2 separate regions of the Rattus norvegicus genome follow, and region 1 is linked to region 2. The links are chromatin contacts, called in public Hi-C maps. All regions are on one chromosome and are shown on one strand. Each heading gives the region's core, a stretch centred on a gene start, on an enhancer-like site or on the middle of the called end of the contact. The rest is flanking DNA. Distances are from core to core; before and after follow the strand shown.

The links. Hi-C and Micro-C count contacts between places; a contact is called where the count stands out from the background.
Region 1: a contact with region 2 is called in a Hi-C map of Schwann cells, with 8 times the contacts expected there. The contact joins the promoter of Cpne8 here to the enhancer-like site in region 2. A contact is called at or near these places in 4 of 12 Hi-C or Micro-C datasets (Schwann cells, frontal cortex, hepatocytes and 1 more).

The regions. Positions count from the first base shown.
Region 1 is chr7:123,667,779-123,670,482 of GRCr8, reverse strand. Cpne8 (copine 8) reads left to right here and starts at 1,423. Exons shown (of 20, transcript NM_001108750.1): 1 at 1,423-1,688. The coding sequence starts at 1,552. It overlaps LOC134479767 (a long non-coding RNA gene), which reads right to left and starts at 1,629. Exons shown (of 2, transcript XR_010053469.1): 1 at 1,495-1,629; 2 at 384-901.
Region 2 is chr7:123,245,843-123,248,990 of GRCr8, reverse strand. No RefSeq gene overlaps it. Among named protein-coding and RNA genes, the nearest start is that of Alg10, 33 kb to the right of the region's middle. Within about 2 kb of position 1,415, at least 21 of the 93 cell types and tissues checked have an H3K27ac peak or open chromatin away from gene starts, as enhancers often do. A contact at or near this core is called in Schwann cells, where this site is marked.

The DNA of each region.
Region 1 (2,704 bases), core at 174-2,673, 420 kb before region 2:
GTAGGGGTTGATTACAAGAGACACAAGAAGCTTTTTGGGCGAGGGAATGGTTTATTATTTTGATGTGGCTTAGCAGGTGGATACTGAGGACACACTTTAAATACCTGCATGCTGTTGTCCATGTAAATAAACGCATTAAGATACGTACAGATATGGGCCTCGATAAGGTGGAAAATTAGGAGGAGTCCTTTGGGTGGAACACTAACGTCCTTACCTTTTATTTAGAACTTCAGCAGGTGCCTGCAAAATAAAAATTCTAGTTAACTAAAAAAAAAAAAACAAAAAACAAAAAACAAAAAACCAAACCAAAACAAACAAACAAAAAAAACCCCTCTAGATCTTGTCCATTTCAGGCATCAATAAGAGAGTTTGAGGGAACATTCTAGTCATCAACTGCAGTTTAATTTGTGACAGAGGAAAGAGAAAGAAAATCAGAATTGGTGGATTTGAGGGGTGATGAGTGGAGGACGGGGCGACCAGGGAAAGAAAACAAGACCAAAGTGATTCAAATGTTTAGAGCGACAAGCATCTACACTCTTTTCCCCCTGCAGCAACACAGATTCTTTAAGGGGGTGGCTCCAAGTGTTAAAATGTCACCTGAGAGACCAGTAATAAGTCCTTGATTCTCCAGGTGAGCTAGGACTAAAGTCAGCAACGCTCCCTCCCGAGGCTAGGCGCTCCGCTCTCCATCGCCCCCTGGCGGCCATCGCCAAAGGACCCGCAGTGACGCCTTGGGTCAGGTGTGCGCAGGAAAGTGGGGGTTGCCCAGCAGGCTGCTGCGGCGCCCCGTGCCTTGCCCACTCCCAGTCGCGCCGCCCGGGATCTGCTTGCCAAACTCCGCGGTCACCCGAGCTGCGCATACGCTTTAGGCTGCCCAGCTTTCAGGACTTGAGGAGCAGACCTGGGGAGAAGGAGCTAGATTATAAGGTTACGACCTCCCGGGCCTCAGAAATCCCCCCCTTTTGGAAAGTGCGTTACGAGGCACCGATCTTGCCTTAAGGGGACCCTCGCCTAAAAGTCTCAAGTTGCAGGAGATGGCTGACGCTTTGAAGCCTCCTCTCTTATAACGCAGCGATTGTCCCAACAGCGTCTACTCCGCCCGAGCTGGCCCCAAATATTGGCACGCCCCTCTGCCCCTGGAGCCAAAGGCTGGTGGCATCTCTTGCCCCACCACCCCATTAGTCCTTTGGCCCGAAGTGGGAGACCTATCAGCGGGGATCGGGGTCAATCGCCAGCGCCCCGGGCTCTCCCACTAGACGGCGCGGGGTCTGTACGGGTCACCTACGGTCGCTGCGCCCTACGCCCAGAGCCTCGGAGCTGCAAACCCAGTCATAGCCCGAGGGCTGCCCCGGAGAGGGAGCAGCCGGGAGAGCCACTTGGGAGACCGTGGCGGTTTGGCCAGGACTGACTCGGTCGCGGGATTCGCGACGAGGTCCGCCTCTTCCCTCCCCTTCCCGCGCCGCCTCCGCCTCCTTCCTCTGCCTCCACCCTCACCCCTTCCCGTCGGTGCGGAGCTCGGCTCCGAGCAGCGCTCAGCCCGCCGCAGCTTGGATGTGGGCTCGGGACAAGTGCTCTGCGCCTCCGCTCGAGATGGACAGCCGCTACACCAGCGCCACGGGCATCGGGGACTTGAACCAGCTGAGTGCGGCCATCCCTGCCACACGCGTGGAGGTGTCGGTGTCCTGCAGGTGAGGACGCGGCTCTTTTTTTTTTTTTTTTTTTTTTTTTTCTTCCTTCTATCCGGGCTTGGTGGCACTTGACTGGCGCTCCCAGTACCACTGGTGAGAAGTTGCTTGCTGAGTGGGGATACCCTCCTTGTGGTACTGACTGACGTTACCCCACCCCCTCCCAACCTCCACCCCGGGTCAAATGACACAGAGTTGGGGACGAGAGTGGTGGGCTTTGGGACTGCGTCTTTTTGCTTTCTCTCTGGGAAACGTTGTGAAAGTTGGCAAAGCTGTGACTCAGCTACAGAAACCCTAGCCGCCGCCCACTTTGCAACCTTTTAAAAATTATTTATTTACTTTAAACGACCGCAATCAGGGCCAGAGGTTCAGTGATGACGGGAACAGAAGGGTCAGCCCTGCCAAAAGCGTGTGTGATGCTACGCACTTTGGCCCGGGACTCCCTCCGCTGGGCGTCTGGGAAGCCTGGCGGTGGGCTCTGCTCCAGTTCCACAGTTTCCTCCTCCCCACCCACTTCCTGGAACCGTCTAGCTCCCTTACCCTACACCCTTCCGGGACGTTTGCCCTAGGCCGGTAGCGGTTCCAGGTTCAGTCTTTCTGGCAGACGCTTACCTAAGAATTGAGAAGTCACGACTGATTTTCTGCCCGCCGGTAGACAAACATTAGAATGCTTCCAGCAACTCTCAAGGACTGCCAATTTCAGACTCCCCTTTCCTGACGCTCACTGGGCCAGATCCTCTGTAAGTCAGGTAGAATAGCCGTGCTGGCCCAGTTTTGGGGAATTAGATGGTCGGCTCTATTAAGGATACTACATTCCATGTACCCAGGTGCCCACTTCGCGTTAGAACACTTCTTTCCACCGTTCTCACTGAAAAACCCCACTCATACTCTATGCTCCCGTGTTTTTAAATGCCCTCAAATGTTCTCAGTCTTTCTGTAGGAAAGATCCTTGTAACTCTAAAAAAGCATGGGTGATTTTTGTTGTAAACAAAGCCTGAAGTTTAACCCCCTCAGCCTCT
Region 2 (3,148 bases), core at 166-2,665:
TCGCAGGTTAGCCTTGAACGATAGCTCCACTTACAGGGAGGGCATTGGTTGAAAAAGAGAAGGATTCTGTTAGTACCAGATACATATGCGATTTCCGGGCTATCTGCTTGGTATCGGGTACTGAATTAAGGGTCCATCCTCGATGAGAACTAATTCTCCTGCTCTCAGCATTCTTTAGTTGCCTGTGGTTCTTTCTCAAGGGGTGGAATCCCGTGAGATTCTCTCCTTCTATGTTAGCTCTTCCGTAGGTGTTTCCTTGTTCGGTCTCATTCTTGTTTGATCACGGCTATAATCTCATAGGTAAATCTTCCTGTCATTTCTAGGACACTGAATCTCTCAGCAGATTCCCTGATCCTCTAACTCTTACAACCTCTTGCCCCACTTCTACAATGTTCCCTGAGCCCACATTGTCCTCAATACTATTTAATATTACACTGGGTAGCTGCACTATAATTTATTTATTTCTTACCCCCATGAGGCTATACGGATTGGTTCCAGTTCACTGTAGAAACGTCGAGAATGCTGCTATGAAGCTTGGTGCTTGGACCCTTTGCCAAACAGACACTAACTCCTACCACACATTACCTTGGGCTGGGTCCACCACTTAGGAGTTAATGGAAATCAGTTTTCCGAGGCAACTGGCCTTTTGGCAGCATGCAAGCGCACAGGTGACTCCATGTTCTGTTAATTGAAGTGGCTTGTCTCCGTGAGCTGAATTTGCATTCCCTTTAATTGATCAGTAGGTTGACTCCTGCTTCTCCCTCTTAGTCATGCATGTATGCTCTTTTATGAAATTTCACAACTATCCTGGATCCAGGCCTCACTGTCTGGATCACCATTTCACTATCTTACTCTTTTTACTTGGTGAAGAAAACCTGTTCAGTCAAACGCATGCATTTTACCTTTTTATAATACGTAGAATACAGTTAGAAGATACGAGTGAAAGCCAGCTCTTTAGTCATGACATAAAGAGCACCGGACTCTCCTCATCCGTTTGAACGGGAACTCCATGTGTTTCACATATACAATCCTCTCCAAATATTTCTAACACTTAAACCAGGACGAGAAAAGATATAAATGTATGTTTCATGTAGACTGCTGGCAGAAATTAACATGCCGTTATTTTTTTTAATTTAGCTAGCACACAAAAATGGGTTTCACTGTGGCGTTTTCACACATAAATCATGGTGTGAAATGACTTGTCATACAAATATGGCTATATGGTCATATCCGCACCGCTGCTGCCACCCTCCTTCGCCGGGAGGCATTATTAAGTGAATAGCATCATTGTAGAGGTGTTTTCTTAGGAACAAATATTCTTTCCCTTCTGGACATGGTTTGAATGTGAGGCACTGTGTTTAAGAGACTAGTAAGTGGAACGCTTCCGCGGGCTTTCACTAGGTAGGTGACAGCTAAAACGCTGGGATAGCTGGGAATTACTGAGGGTAGAGTGCCCGGCTCTGACCATGGAGAGAGCAGAACCTTGATATGTACTGCCACCTAGTGGCCAGAGTGCATTATTACAACTTTACGTTCACTCTTTGGAAATGCTCACCTAAATGTCGGTAGATAACATTTGCTAAATAAAATGTTTTCTGCTGAAAGTAATCCCCACCACCACCCGTCGTGAACCTATTTCTTATTTCCTGGCGCACACCTTTCTCATGTCCACAAAGTTATGCATACGAAGTATAAGAAGCTAAAACAAAATGTTTGAAAGAACGTGTGGTGTTCGTCCTTCTGAGACTGAGTTTCCCCACTCGCATTTTTCAGTTCCATCCATTTCACTGATGATTCAGAATTTCGTATGTGGCTAAATAAAACCCCGTTGTGTGTGTGTGTGTGTGTGTGTGTGTGTGTGTGTGTGTGTGTGTGTGTGAGAGAGAGAGAGAGAGAGAGAGAGAAATGTAGCGCATTTCCATTATCCGTATGTATATGGAGGCTGATTGAGATTTCTTGTGAACAACACAGTCTCTGTGGTGGGACTCAGCACCCTCTGGCTGCAGGCCCAGACAGTGGTCACATAGTAGTTACAATGTTCATTTTCTGAGAAAATGCTACACAGATTTCCATGGTGGCTAATAAACCTCCCTGGGCTATGCATGAGGGATCCTCTATCCCCACTTCTTTTTCCATGGTTGCTCTTATCTTTTCTTCATAGCCATCCTGGTTAAGGCGGGGTGCACTCATTTCATTTTGGTTGGCATTTCACCGGTGGACAAGGCTGGAGACCATCTTTTAATGTATTTATCAATCATTTGTATTTCTTCTTGTAATAACTACCTATTCATTTCATTCTTTGATGGACTAGCTGGGGGATATTAATTTTTTTGTGGTTTAAAAATATATTCTCTAGATATTAATCCTCTGTCTGGAGGATTCCTGGCAAGCGTTTTCTCCATGTGTAGGCTGTCTGTTTCCTCTCCTGCATTTTCCTTTGCTGTGCGTAAACCTTTCAGTTTCACATAGTTCAGTGTGCTCCTTCTTGAGCTACCTCAGTTGTCTAGAAAGTTCTGGTGCTCACCTGCATCCCAAAGACAAGTTCTCTCACACACTTGCATCCCGAAGTCGCTCCCTCATGTTATCTTCTACCAGTTTCAATGCTTCAGGTTTGAAATTAAGGCCTTTGGTCCGCTTTGAATTGATGAGACAGGGATATGGGTTTTTAATCTTCATTCTTCTACAGGGTAACTAATTTTGCCAATATAATTAGGTGAATACCCTCCCAACCCCAGTGTATGCTTTGACACTTTTGACAAATATTTGCATCCTGGCTGACTGAGATGAAAATACCCCACAGATGCCATGTGGCCTGACGGTGCCGGTGTTAGCGTAGGATGGTGTTCAGTTTTTTAACACCAATGGCTACCAATGGCTTGTGTTCCAGAGCCAGAAATTATTGTGCAGCCTGCTAGGGAGCAGCTATCAAACGCTCTTACTAGGCTGTGGATCCCGCATTTCACATTACTGAGGGCCAGACAAGACCTGTTCAGTAGAGCACGTCTTTACCCAATAGTAGAAAATCTGATATTGGGGTAACTGGCTGCTTTCTGCCCAGATTTGAGGCCTTCACATGGAGAACAGAAGATATGCTCAAAATCGCATGGCCAGGCAGTTCCTAGACCCCAGTGGGGAAACTACTGCATCC